Linked DNA regions of Pan troglodytes: region 2 is linked to region 1. A link is a contact called in public Hi-C data. All regions are on one chromosome and are shown on one strand. The core of a region is the stretch at or near the end of the contact, and the rest is flanking DNA. Distances in the headings are between cores, read along the strand shown.

The links. A called contact is a pair of places that touch in the nucleus more often than the background predicts.
Region 2: a contact with region 1 is called in a Hi-C map of induced pluripotent stem cells, with 2.4 times the contacts expected there. The contact joins the enhancer-like site here to the promoter of LOC101058342 in region 1. A contact is called at or near these places in 3 of 7 Hi-C or Micro-C datasets (blood, induced pluripotent stem cells and stem cell-derived neural progenitor cells).

What each region holds. Positions count from the first base shown.
Region 1 is chr4:11,112,026-11,119,150 of NHGRI_mPanTro3-v2.0_pri, reverse strand. LOC101058342 reads right to left here and starts at 4,019. Exons shown (of 1, transcript XM_003950503.5): 1 at 557-4,019. The coding sequence starts at 1,428. The coding sequence ends at 703. ROPN1L (rhophilin associated tail protein 1 like) reads right to left here. Exons shown (of 6, transcript XM_009448797.5): 5 at 4,026-4,201; 6 at 372-550. The coding sequence ends at 451.
Region 2 is chr4:11,353,303-11,360,427 of NHGRI_mPanTro3-v2.0_pri, reverse strand. The region is part of intron 2 of DAP (death associated protein); the gene reads left to right. It also overlaps the pseudogene LOC134810052. Among named protein-coding and RNA genes, the nearest start is that of DAP, 78 kb to the left of the region's middle. Within about 2 kb of position 4,282, at least 2 of the 24 cell types and tissues checked have an H3K27ac peak or open chromatin away from gene starts, as enhancers often do. A contact at or near this core is called in induced pluripotent stem cells, where this site is marked.

The sequences.
Region 1 (7,125 bases), core at 2,770-5,269:
GACTACAGCACCCGCTACCACGCCTGGCTAATTTTTTTGTATTTTTAGTAGAGACGGGGTTTCACCGTGTTAGCCAGAATGGTCTCGATCTCCTGACCTCGTAATCCACCCGCCTCGGCCTCTCAAAGCACTGGGATTACAGGCGTGAGCCAACGCGCCCGGCCCAAAAAGCCACTTTTCAAACTGCCCAGCCCCACTTCTGACTCTGCAGTCTCCAAATAGATTATTTTCTTAAAAGAGATCATTTTACTGTTATCAACTTCTTACACTTAAGGTCCCTAAAAGACACAGTGAAAAGCAATCATGAATCAGGCCCCACGAAGCAGTCACACTAAATTCCCATTTAGAGAAACACTCACACTACAGAGGTGTGTGATTCAGGGTAAGTTGTATTTGGTGCCAGAATTTTAAAGAGCACTATTTTGACATTAAAATGTATTCTTCTCTGTATTAATGGCCTACATCTTCAGAGTTTTCAATGTTTTCTAAAAGTTTCCTCTTTGGAAAGAAGAAATCTGAAAGACCTATCATGCCGTTCTTCTTGGCGTCTCTAAATTGGAAACAGATAAAGATATTTATTGGTAATTTCTCATCATATACTTAGTAACATTTTTATAAAATGCGATATAATTTAAAAGGTCTACTTTTAAAAACTATTTATGGTTGCTCATCAGTAATTCTTACTTCCAAAAATAAAGCATTCTATTTTCTTGTGCAAAGTGCACCAAAACGTATAATAAATGTAGCTTTATTTCTAGGTGAAAAGATGGGTACTATATGCATAGGTTTTTCTTTTTTGATGACTTGTGATCTCAGGAAAGTGGTGGGAGAAGGGGCTGCTGCACAGGGTCCCAGTTCTTTGGAGGCTTGGGACATGGATTTGGAATGAGATGGAACCACCCATGTCCCAGGTGGCCCTGTCAGGTGGAGTAGCCGCATCAGAGAGCACAAAAGAAGAGAAGAGGTGCGCGGATCGGGCAGGAGAAGGGGCCCAGCATGACCCGGATGGCGGTGCAGAAGCAGAGGCTGTGGGCACCAGGAGGAGAGCTGGGGACAAAGTACTGTGTAGTCCGTGTGACTGCAGACACCAGCCAGGATGGTGTCAAGAATAAGGCGGAGAGAAGGGATGGCTTGGGAGCTGCGGTCTTCCATGAGGACAGGAGGGTTGGAGTGACAGTGGATGACAGAGGAAGGAGGAAAAAGAGGGACCATGGAGTCCAGAGGCTCAGCCCATGGTGGGCAGAGGGGATGTGAGTTTGAAGGAAGGAGAGGAAACGATGTGGAAGGGACAAGGAGACGAGGACGGCTGGGACAGGTGGGGCAGGGCACAGAACGCAGGCTCCACTGGCACAGGAAGGGAGGCGGAGGCTGGCAGATCACTTGAGCGCCAGCTCCTGGTGCTGTGGCCTGCATCCTAGGTGGCATCATGGCCGGTTGGAAAGGGTGGGAGGAGGGGACAAGACTCTGGGTGGTGATGACAGGCCAGGGGGCTTCTCAGGAGGCTGAGGCGAGCAGGGGTGTGTGCTGTGCCAGAAGGCGGCCCTGGGACCAGCCCCCATTGGTCCCCGTCCCTGGCTTACTGTCCTCTTGGCACTGAACATGACCTACTGTCTTAAAATCTGCTTGTCTGATGTCTGTCTGCTCCACAGGGCAAAACTCCAGGGGTCAGGGCGTGACCTGTTCACTGACTACATCCCCGGCACCTGCGCCAATGCCTGGCACGGAGCAGGTGCTCAATAAACTGTACCGTGGGCAATTCGAGATGAGAGGTGTGGGGCTCAGGGACAAACCATAACCAGCACTTGGGGGCAGTGGTCCCAAGGGGAAGTGCCGGGAAGACCTCAGGGACCCCATCTCCCTTGGGGCTGGAGCCTGGAGGACCTGGGCCCTTTCCTGCCCTTGCACCTAGAAGGCCCTTTCTTGCTGTTAACCAGGCTTACTCTGCAGCACCACAGCTCCCCGGACCCTGCGGTTGTCACCACCATCTCTGCCCACCCCACCAGCCCTGGGCTGCTCTCTCTGCCTCCCCATAGGTAGTGCAGGGTGCAGAGTCAGCACCCAATGATGGTTTAGGGAATGAACAAATGAGAACTTCCGCAGGACCCAAGAGCTTTGTTCCTTTTTACTCTGCATCTTGTCTTTAAAGGGAGGATTCATTAATCTTGTTAAAAAATGTTACAGGTGATCAGAACACTGGACAATATATTCCAACGTTAGCTCCAAGTCATGCTTCAGAGCAGAACCAGCCTTACATCACATGCAGCCTGGTGCAAATACAACATAACATGCAATGTGTCGGGGTCATATAGCAAGTTCATCAGAGCGAGAATTGCGTGGTTGATGTCAATGACATCCTCAAGTTTCTGCAAATGATCCTGCATCCGTGGCACTACTGTCAGGAGGTCCACCAGCAGTAATCCATGTCTACGTTTCATTGTGGAGAAATGAATTCTATCTCACTTTTTAAGTTATTATTATTATTATTATTATTTGAGACGGAGTCTCGATCTTGTTGCTCAGGCTGAAGTGGAATGGCACAATCTCGGGTCACTGTAACCTCTGCCCCCCCAGGGCTCAAGAGATTCTCTTGCCTCAGCCTCCTGAGTAGCTGGGATTACAGGCACCCACCACCACACCTGGCTATTTTTTTAGTAGAGATGGAGTTTTGCCATATTGGCCAGGCTGGTCTCGAACTCCTGATCTCAAGTAATCCACCTGCCTCGGCCTCCCAAAGTGCTGGGATTACAGGCGTGAGGCACCGTGCCCAGCCTCTATCTCACTTTTTAACATGCTACAATTTAGTACCACCTGACATGCTGTACATAGGAATCAGGATAGATCTGGGATAAATGAGTCTTAATGACAGGATACATTCTCTCCCTCTAAAGTCTAAAAAAACCTGAGCCTCAGCCCACATGGGTGGGAGCCACGGGAGAGGTCGGGCTCCCTTCTGAGGTGCTGCTTGCTTTTGCTGATGGCCTTTGATCTGCGGCTCCACTCACACACACCCTGAATACCATCAGGTGTGCCTAAACCTTCTGCCAAACACGGGATTCGTTGGGACAAAGTTATTGCAGACAAGGGACGTGATATTGTGAAATATATATTTGGTCTTCAACCCCCGCTCCTGGCATACAAGTAAAATCTGTGGAATCTCCAAAGTGAGTTCTTTCTTTATGCTTGTGATTGGCTGATGGCCCAGGTAGCTTCAGGATGGGGCTGGTCACTGGAGAGCCCAAGGCAGGATTAGAGGGGTGGGACTTTCAGCCCAGCCCAACCTTGGAGGTGGGGAGAGGGGCTGATGGCTTAGGTGATCACTATTGGCCAATGATTTAATCAATCACAAAGCTTCCAGGAAAAAAAAAAAACCCTAAAAGGACAGGGCTTAGAAAGTTTCCCGGAAGCTAAACACATCGAGACCAACAGGAAGGTGAACAAGAGCTCATTTGCGGGCAGGGAGGGGATATACCTCAACTCCATGGGGGCAAAAGCCCCCATGCTCCAGACCCTTCCAGACCTTGCCCTTTGTCTGTCTTCCTCTGACTGTTGGTAGCCTTTAAAATATCCTTTGTAATAAACTAGTAAACATGAGTGTTTCCCTGAGTTCTGTGAGCCATTCTAGCAAATTAATTGACCCAAGGAGGGGTTGTGGGAACCCTGATTTAGAGCCAGTCGGTCAGAAGCACAGGCAAAATAACCTGGGGCTTGCAACTAGCATCAGAAATGGGGCAGGGTGGGGGCAGTCTTGGGGACTGAACCCTCAACCTGTAGGATCTCAGGCTATCTCCAGGTAGACAGAGTAGAGACGGAATGAGAATGCACAGCTGGTGTCTGCTGCAGGACCGCTTGCTTGCTTTTTGGTGAGGAAAAACCTCCACACATTTGATCATAGCAGTCTTCTGTGTTGATTATTGTTGTGGTGAGAGAGCAAAGGAAAAACTGAGTTTTTCCCTACAAGAGGGAAGTGAAACAGGAAATTCTCCCATGGTCAACATACCTGAATCCTAGAGAGGGTGCATACTTACATATTTTCCTTTAGAGAGGCAAGGTAGGATTCCGTCTCCAAGGGAGACACATCTGAGTCTAATCTGGCCAAGTAGCGGTAAACGTAGGAAAACGTCTTGAAGGGGATGCGAGCGGGCCCGCCCTCCGGATCGTCCGTGAGGATCTCGCACAGGTGCTTCAGCGCAGTGTTCAAGGACTGGGAGCACCACAGCCAGGTGGGGAGAAAAACAGTTACTCCTGGCATCACTCACATTGAAAGCAGGCATCAGCAGAATCAACACTCTAGCATATTTGACAGAAATTCTCCAAAAAGTATGCGCTCCATCTGAACTGAGAACTAGGTGAATGTACAATTGCCATAATGAAAAATGAAAAGGAAAGGTTCGAATGGGGTGCAATTGACCAGGAAAAAATTCTAATTCACAGATCTTATTTTCTATTAAAATAGAAATGACTGTTACAGACAAAAGGAAGCATCAATGTCTTTAAAACCAACTTCCTAAGCTAATGCAGAACTGTGCAGCCCCATCTGGCCCAGAGACACACCCGGGGACGTGCCCAGGGGCTGAATGAACTCTGCCACCAGCCAGAGGTGCTGCCTGCAGAGGGCAGGGCTGGCAGCCAACGGCCTGCATGCCTACAAGGAAGCCCTGGGTGTCTGCCAATGCCTGCCCACCGAGCAGAAGGGAGGGCTCTGTCCGGGCTCTGTCCTGGCTCTGTCCCTGTTCACACAGAAGGCTCTGGGCTCTGTCTCAGCTCCAGAACAGCAACCGGACTTCCTCCCTGAGATCATTCATCTCCCTCACACTCTTCCAAACTGCTGGGCTCATCCCAGACAGCAGCCCACCCTCTGCTTTCAGCGGGAAAGCCCATCCTCTGAGCAGCCTTCCTGCCTCCACACGGCAGACACTTTTAGCACCTGCCCTCCCAGCCAAGTCCCTGCGGGGGTGGGGGGCAGCTAACAGGCCAAGGTCGTCTTCATGAGACCAGAGGCTGCATGGCGCTGGAACCGCAGGGCCTGGGCACCAGGGCTCCCCAGGGCCAGCCCATGGCCTCCCACCTCCAACTTGCTCAATTCATCCTTATTGAAAAAACATGAGCTGTTTGTGTGTTTGTTTGAAGAAGGTGGGAGAACCATGTAACATAAGATTACTATCTTTTCAAAAGAGAACACATAGCCCAGGTCTCCTTTTCTCCTTCTGCACCAAGACATCATGACCTGCAGCCTTCAACACCCTGGCCAGGGTAAGCTGTGGGGGCAGGTGTCCTAATTCTGCAGCTGGCCTATGGGACCCTCCCCTCAGTCCCCACCTCGAGTCCCTTCTGTGAAGGCCGTCCTTGCCAGAGTGGCTATCTCATACCTGCCTGGATGGTCACGCTGCCTACTGATGAAGGTGAGCTCACACAGGTGGCTGCTTAAACGTAACCCCCCTCGCCAACACACACACATGGCAACAGCCCTTCATTCCCTCCACGTTCGCCAACTGCCTGTTACACACCAGGATGTAGCAGTGAACAGACACCTAACGCCTGCTCATGTGGAGATCACGGTCAAGTGGGAGAGCCACAACACCTGGATTCTAGGGTGCTCTGGAAGAGGGCGTGCCTGGAGCAGCAGGCAGGCAGTGCCGGGGTGGAGGATGACATTTTAATCGGGTGGTCAGGGAAGGTCAGAGCAGGGAGCATGTAAGCACAGACCCAGGGGGAAGGAGCCAGTCATGTGGGATGCTGGGAGAATTCCAGGGGCACTTCTGTGTGCTCCAGAAACAGCCAGGAGCTCCGGGTAGCTAGAGCAGGCCATGGAGAGGCAGGGATGCGGGAAATGAGGTCAGCGGGATGGGGTGGGGGCAGACCACGGAGGTCTTTACAGACCCAGGGAGGACTTGGGCTTTGGCTGGGGTCTATGGGAAGGTGTCAAAGGGTTTTAAACAAAGACGGAGCACTGTGGAGTGTTTCTAAGGAGTCCTTCTGCCGATGTGTGAAGAGAAGTGATGAGGGTGGAAGGCAAGAACCCAGTGATGAGGGTGGAAGGCAGGAACCCAGTGATGAGGGTGGAAGGCGGGAACCTGGTGAGGAGGGTGGAAGGCGGGAACCTGGCAAGGAGGCTGCTGGAATAATCCAGCCAGGGGCCTGGGAAGGGCTGGACTCAGCCTCTCCTGAAGGTGGAGTTACCAGAACTCACTGGTGGTTGCATGTGGGCAGAGACAGAACCATGAAAAGTGGTTCCAATGTTTCGTGCCTGAACAGCTGCAAAAGTTCCAGAGAGAAGCTGAGTTTGGGGTGGCTTCCACTGACATGTCTGTCAGGCGCCCAGTGGAACTGGTGACTCAGGTGGCTACTTAGTAGGCCTAGCGCTCACAGAGGAGACTTGGGAGCATGGGCGAGATGGGGTATACAGGCGGGGTGGTGTATACAGGTGGGGTGGTGTACACGGGGGGGATGGTGTACACGGTGGGGGGATGGGGCATACAGGCGGATGGTGTACACGAGGGGATGGTGTACACGGGGGGATGGGGCATACAGGGGGGATGGGTGTACATGAGGGGATGGTGTACACGAGGGGATGGTGTACATGGGCAGGATGGTGTACATGGGGGGACGGTATACACGGGTGGGGTGGTGTATACAAGGGGATGATGTACACGGGGGGATGGTGTACATGGTGGGGATGGTGTACATGAGGGGGATGGTGTACACAGGGGGATGGTGTACACAGCGGGATGGTGTACATGAGGGGGATGGTGTACATGAGGGGGATGGTGTACATGAGGGGGATGGTGTACACAGGGGGATGGTGTACATGAGGGGGATGGTGTACACAGCGGGATGGTGTACATGAGGGGGATGGTATACACAGGGGGATGGTATACATGGGTGGGGTAGTGTATACGAGCAGGATGGTGTATACAGCCGAGCCCCACGAGGTTGCCGAGGTGGGAGGACAGGACACGCTATACCACCAAGAGCTGGGGAGATGAGGGACCAGCATGGGGACTTGAAAGGCGCAGCCAGGAGGGAGGCTGCTGGTGAGTGAAGAAAAGCATGTCCTGGTGGAGAGAGCAATCTCCTGTGTCAAAGCACACAGGACAGGACAGGAAGGACAAGGACTGGCGGGTGGCA
Region 2 (7,125 bases), core at 3,033-5,532, 240 kb before region 1:
ACTAAGCCTCAGAAAAGTCAACCACCAGCTCACCAGCTTGTCCCTGGCAGAGTCAGGATTTGAACCCGGATCATCCAACACTCTAGCCCACACTCATGGTGTCCATTTGCCACGGTCCATCCTTTCTTTGGTTCTGAATCGTCTCTGGCCCTGTCGGCTGCCTCGAATCTGTTGAATGGTTTGAAGCCTCCCCTGCATTTTGTTCCCGAGACTGAGGAACAGAGTCGTCTGAGATGGTGGAGATCTCAGACAACCCGACTGAAGAGCACAGCCCTTGCGCTTCCTCCCGGGCTCCACCCCCAGGACCCCAAGCAAGGTTCCAGCCTCTCTGAGGCACCATTTCTTCCTCCGTAAAATAGAACATCACCTGCCGAAGGAACTCAGATGAGCTAATGATTTATGTGGAAGTGCTTTGTATGCTAGTTAAATGCTAGAGACATAAGTGATCATTTTTCAGGAAAAAAAATCCACTATCAAGTCAGAAAGTAAATCTTTAGGTAGATTTGAATATATTGTACTGTCTGGTTGAATAAAGGACTCTCAGGTTACATTTAGATTGCTTACCTTAAAACTCTGCATCTCTAAATCGTATACAGAAGACAAGCTAAAACTCGAGGCTGCTGAGCCCTTTAAAATGAGGGGACTGGGCTTGGAGCCAAGATTACATGCACTATACAGCCCTCGTTCCAAGTCTGGTTCCCAGCACTTATTACTGTGCAACCCTTGGGCAAATGACTGGCCCTTTCTGATTTACCATTCTAATCTGTGAAATGGACAGTTCCTGCCTCACAGGACCAAGAGAGTTAGATACAGCACTTCTAAGGGGAGCGCCTAACTCAGCACCTGGTCCATAGTACATAGTGGTGATTGATAAACAGTAGCTTTTATCAACCTGAGATCATTTCTATCCTTTAGGGAAAATAGAGCACCAGTGGCTTATTAAAGGCCATGTGTCCCTGCCTTCTGTGTACACGCTTCCTGCTGATAGAGTACATTTACATGAAAAGGAGACAGCATTTGCAGAGGATAACTTGAGTAGACTTCCATGAACCCAGGTCAAAACTAACATGAAAATGATTCTGTTACATACAACTCTCCAGTAATGCCTTTGCTGCCATTTTGATTACTTTCAGTGGGATCAGAGATTTGACCAGATTCCCAGTTTCACTACTACTACGCACGTGTGTGTGTGTGTGTGTGTGTGTGTGCGCATGCGCATGCATGTTTCTCCCCATCCCAGAATGCACCTTCGTGGTAACTAAGCTGACCCTAATCCCTACCAGGATGCTTGGGAAGGAAGAGGCTGACCAGTCAGATGCACATCGGACCCTCCCTGTTGCACAGAATCCTATTTTGGGGTGGAGAAGGGCACTGCATTTTTCTAAGAGTGCAGAAGCTCTCCAGGGTTAAGGGAAGAAGGGTAAGGACCCCACAAAACTAGCTGTGGTGAGCCAGGCTGGAGCAGGGCAGCAGATACAAATTACTTTGTTCACAAGTTGCCTGTCAGTAGCAGTCCTATTTGAAGATTATTAGCAATCGGTCCTTTTGGGGAGCCCGGATTCATTTCCTGGCTGACCTGCTCTCTGTAGCCCAGGGGAAAGTATTACTGCAATATCGGTGTCCTGTGGGGACTGAGTAGGTACATGTGGGGTGTCGCGTACAGTTCTAGGCAAAACTCTAGAAACCGCACTGGAATGCAGTTGGGAGAATAGCTGAGAGAGTGAAGGAATTTGAAATCATGCCTTTGAGTCTGGGAAAGGGATGTTCTGGGGGCTTGTGGTAGCCTTCTTCAAATACCAAAGGACTGTCCTGTGGAAGAGCGTTAGACTTGGGATGGGCGCTGGACTAAGTGCAGGGAGACAGAATCCGGCCCACCTGGGAGACATCCAGGCGGCCCCCACTGAAGGCCCTTAAGCTTTCAACTGCGAAAGGATGAAGGTATAGATTGCAGCAGCCGTCTGCCTGGTAGGGAACCTCCTGTCCAGCCCTAACTCACAGAGTGCATCGCTTTACACCTCTCAGAACTGGGGCAGAAACCAGGCTGTCAGAGCACCGCGATGATGAGGGAGGGTGTAAAGCCTTAGAACACAAAAGAATGTTAAGTCTTCTCAATTTTTATATGAGTTACATGTTGGGGTAGAGTTAAATAGTTGCTGTTTGGGAGTTTAGGGAAGTTTTAAAACTATGAATTTGGGTTTCTCAGCCCTTTCCACATTCCTTTAAAGATGAGACCATCAAACTCAGTCTTGATGATATCTGCATTCCACAGGGTTACTCAGTCACTGAGCGTTTCTGGCATTTTATCCTGTCTGTCTGCAGTTTCCACAGAATGCCAAAAAGGTATAAATCTTCATTAAGAAAATTTAGAAAATAAGTAATAGCAAACTTCTGTTAAGGACAAAGGGTCCTTTTAAGAGTTTGATGTGGTCCTTGCCAGATGGACAATAGAGACCCACGTGCACGGACATCAGGTGGCTGCTTAGTCTGGGTGTGAAAAAGCTGCAGTTTCTGCTAGTGTATAGGAAGTGTTATCTGGATTCTAATCCTGGCTAATTCTGCCTGGCTTGCAGTTCTTTTCAATTTAAATAAGTGTAGTTTTTAAAGTCTGGAAAGGCCTGAGGATATGGGGCGGGCAGGGTTGATAGTTTTCACTCTCTGTTTCCTGAGAGAAAATAATGTTGCATCTTCAAAACAGCATCTGTCAGAATGATTTTCATCAGATTAAATAAATCCTCAAAGCAGCTATCATACTTCTTAGACTGGAGAAATGTAGGTTATACTTTGCATGGAAGCCTAATGGCATTTAAAATAGGTGTGTTTTGCATGTACAGCCTTACACCCAGACCTTTGACTGGGGTTTCTCGCTTGTGAGATTTTGTTCAAGCTACCACATCTCAAAGAGTTTAGTAACTGTTTTTACTTTATAAACATCATAAATAATTATTTGCCAATTTAAGTTGCTGTTAATTATAGTTGGAAAAAAGGATTGGGCTCTGAAGCCTTTGGGCCAAACTTGATGAAAACCTTCAACACAACATACGCTCTGTCACGGGACAAGTTACATGAAAATACATATCGCTGTTAGACATTTTGGAAGAGGCCTGCCTTTTGCCGTCTTTTCATGGGCAGCTGCCATATGTCCTTACAGCCAATTATGGCCTTTTCAGTTTTAGAGAAGAATTTTGGGGGCGACTTTTGGTTCATAAAGACCTTTAATGAATGATCAATACAGATTGATATTTATTATTCTGTGGCAGGGAAGCTTATTCTTAAAATTAGTTGCTAAATCTAAACCACAGTACGATACTTCTTCACACCCATTAGAATAGAGCCTTTATCCAAAAAAACAGAATAAAACAAAACAGAAAACAACGAGCGTTGGCAGGGATATGGGGAAATAGCAACCCATGTGCGTTGCTGGTGGGAATCTAAAATGGAACAGCCGCTGTGGAAAACAGGTTGGTGATTCCTCAGAAAGTTAAACACAGAATTACCATATAACCCAGCAATTCCACTTCTGAGTTACACACAAAATAATTGAAAGTAGAAACTCGAGCACATATTTATACACCCACGTCCATAGCTGCACCATTCGCAGCAGTCTAGGTGTCCATCAGCAGATGAATGGATAAGCAGAATGTGGTCTGTCCGTACAGTGGAATGTTATTCAGCCTCAAAACAGAATTCCCACACATTCTGCAACATAAATGAACCTTGACAATATTATGCTAGATGGAATAAGCCAGACACAAAAAGACAAGTACTGTATGATTCCACTTACATGAGATCCCTAGGGCAGTTAAACTCACGGTGATGGCCAGGGGCTGGGAGGAGGAGAGAATGGGGAGCTAGTGTTTAATGGGGACAGACTTTCTGTTGGGAATGATGAAAAAGTACTGGAAATAGATAAAGGTGATGATAGCATAATAATATGAATATACTTAATGCCACTGAACTGTATACTTAAAAATGGCTAAAATGGTACATAATTTTTTTGTAATTAGTTGCTGAGCTGGCTGGGGTTTCAAAGCGAAGTTAGAAGGGAGGGAGAGCTTGGACTGTCTTTAGGAAGAACGTTTGCCTTGAGCAGACCAGAGCTAAAGGAGACCCTCAGTCTGGTGTCCTGTCACTTCCCGCCGAGTCGCCTCTTGAGGCTCGATAAGACTTTCTCATGCAACACAATTCTTGAATATTGTGTAAAAAGTGCAGTCTTAAAGCAAGGACCTCGCCTGCGGAAGTGCTGGACACATGGGGTTCTTTTCTTTCAGTGCCTTATTTCTTACCAGTGCCAAACAGATGGGGGCGCTGGAGCACAGCAGTGCAGGATGAAGTCTCAGGCCTTCATGTTGTTCTTCCCCAGGTTAATTAGGTGGAATGCACACTGTTTTGGTTGTGCCCCAAAAGACTGCTCTGACCTAAGCTTGCCACTGAGTGACATTCCCTGTCCCTGCTCCTCAGCTCAGAGTCAGCCCTCAAGGTGTGCACAAGGGCAAGTTCACGGCCTTTCCATCCTGAGTGAGTCCCTTTGACTGCGGCACCAGACCCTCAGTCTTGCCATCACTCAGCCAAGTCGCCAGCACCACATCCAGCAGAATGACTAGCCACTTTGTATAGGATGCAGCACAAAGGACACCAGTCCCTGGCTCATCGTCGCACCCGGCGGGCCTCACCTCACCCCTCGCCACCCAATGGTTGGCAGAGGCACATTTCTTATGCTGAGCCTAGCATGATTTTCATTGACATCCTCTGTCTTTATAAGCAGAATCCACCAAGCCACTAAAGCTCAGCAGATTCAGTCATGACTCACCACAAAGGAGCTATCTCCGTGAATGTGGGGTTTCACAAGGACAGCGCCATCTGTGAATGCCTCCTGTGGACTCTTAGACTCTGCAACCTGCAACCATGGCCCTGGACACTCCTGGAATGAGCTGGGCCTGTGGGGGGAGGGTCATTCTTACTGCTGGGGGTCTCCTTTAGCCCCCAGGGTCTCCATGGCCATTCAGCAGTTGCGATGGGACAGTGTCTTGAGCAGCTCACATGGGAGTGAGGTGCTAAATGTGGGTTTAGGAAAGGAAAGAGCGTGCCCCGGGAGTCAGAGGCTGGTTTCTAGGCCTCAGCTTCCGTGTGTGCTTTCCAGCACTCAGGCTAGAGCAGAGCTGTCATGATCTCATATCATCACTGTTCACACACATTTCTCCGGGTACATACTCGAGGCATAGAACCCCACCCTTGTCGTGATCAATGCAGGAGACGCCCAGAGGACACCACCTCTGAGGAGCACCGAGGGCAGGGAGGAAGGGCAGGACTGTGGCAGGCCCCTGGGCTCCAGACTCCCGTCCTCAGTGCACACAGGGGACCAGTGCTGGAGACAGACTCCTGATAGCCAGGTCCCCTGAGAGCCTCACGTGGCAGCTACTACACAGTGGGGCTGGGCTCAACCAAGGAGCCTGTCAGGAACACCCAACATGGAGGCCTCTCCAGGCTGGCGCCCTGCTGCTGGATGGCGCCTCTGCGTCCTGGAGTTCCACTCCACCTCTGCAAAGGGTGGCGTACTCACAGGGTAGACCACCCTCATTGCTGGGGATCTCCTTTAGCCTCCAGAGTCTCCATGGCCATTCAGCAGTTGTGATGGGACAGTAGTTGTGTGTGTCAATCTTTATAAATACACACATACAGTAATACAGAAGTACAAGTGATTTTAACTTGTTTTGCTTGTCTGCGTTTCAATAATGAATATGTACAGGCAGACCTCAGAGATATTGCAGGGTCTGCTCCAGGCCACCATAATAAAGCAAATATTGTGATAAAGTGAGTCCCACAACTTTTTGGTTTCACAGTGCATATAAAAGTTATGTTTACCCTCCACTGTAGCCTATTAAGTGTACAGTAGCATTACGTCTAAAAAACAATGCATAACTTAATTTAAAATTTTAAAAATTTAAAAATTCTGTATGCTAATGATCATCTGAGCCTTCAGTGAGGCTCAGTCTTTTTGTTGGTGGAGGGTCTTGCCTCAGTGTTGATGGCTGCTGACTGATTGGGGTAGTGGTTGCTGAAGGTTGGAGTGGCTGTGGCAGTTTCTTAAAATAAGACAACAGGCCAGGTGTGATGGCTCATGCCTGCAATCCTAGCACTTTCGGGGGTCAAGGTGGGTAGATCACTTGAGGCCAGGAGTTCGAGACCAGCCTGGCAAACGTGACAAAACCCTGTCTCTACTAAAAATACAAAAATTAGCCAGGCATGGTGGTGTGTGCCTGTAATCCCAGCTACTCTGGAGGCTGAGGCATGAGAATCACTTGAACCTGGGAGGTAGAGGTTGCAGTGAGCAGAGATCACACCACTGTACTCCAGCCTGGGCAACAGAGTGAGACCCTCTCCCTCTGTAAAAAAAAAAAAAAAAAAGACAACAATGAAGTTTGTGACATAGATCAACTCTTCCTTTCAGGAAAGATTTCTCTGCAGCATACAATGTTGTTTGATAGCATTTTACCCATGGTAGAACTTCTTTCAAAAATGGAGTCAGTCATCTCAAACTCTGCCACTGCTTTATCCATTAAGTTTATGTAATATTCTATATCCTTTGTTGTTATTTCAGTGTTTACAGCATCTTCACCAGGTGTAGATTCCAGCTCAAGAAATCACTTTCTTTGCTCATCCATGAGAAGCAACTCCTCATCCCTGAGGATTTTAATCACGAGATTGCAGCCATTCAGTTCCATCTTCAGGCTCCACTTCTAATCCTAGTTCTCTTGCTGTTTTCACCACATCTGCAGTTAGTTCCTCCAGTGAAGTCTTGAACCGCCTCAAAGTTACCCATGAGGGTTGGAATCAGCTTCTTCCAAACTCCTGTTAATATTGATATTTTGACCTCCTCCCATGAATCATGAGTGTTCTTAGTGGCATCTATAGTAGTAAATTCTTTCCAGAAGGTTTTCAATTTACTTTGCCCAAATCTACCAGTGGAATTACTTATTTCTTAAATAATAAGACTTGAAAGTCAAAATTACTTCTTGATCCATGGGTTGCAGAATGAATGTTGTTTTAGCAGACATGAAAACAACATTAATCTCCTTGTATACTTGGTCTTGGGTGGCCAGGAGCATTATAAATCAGCAGTAATACTTT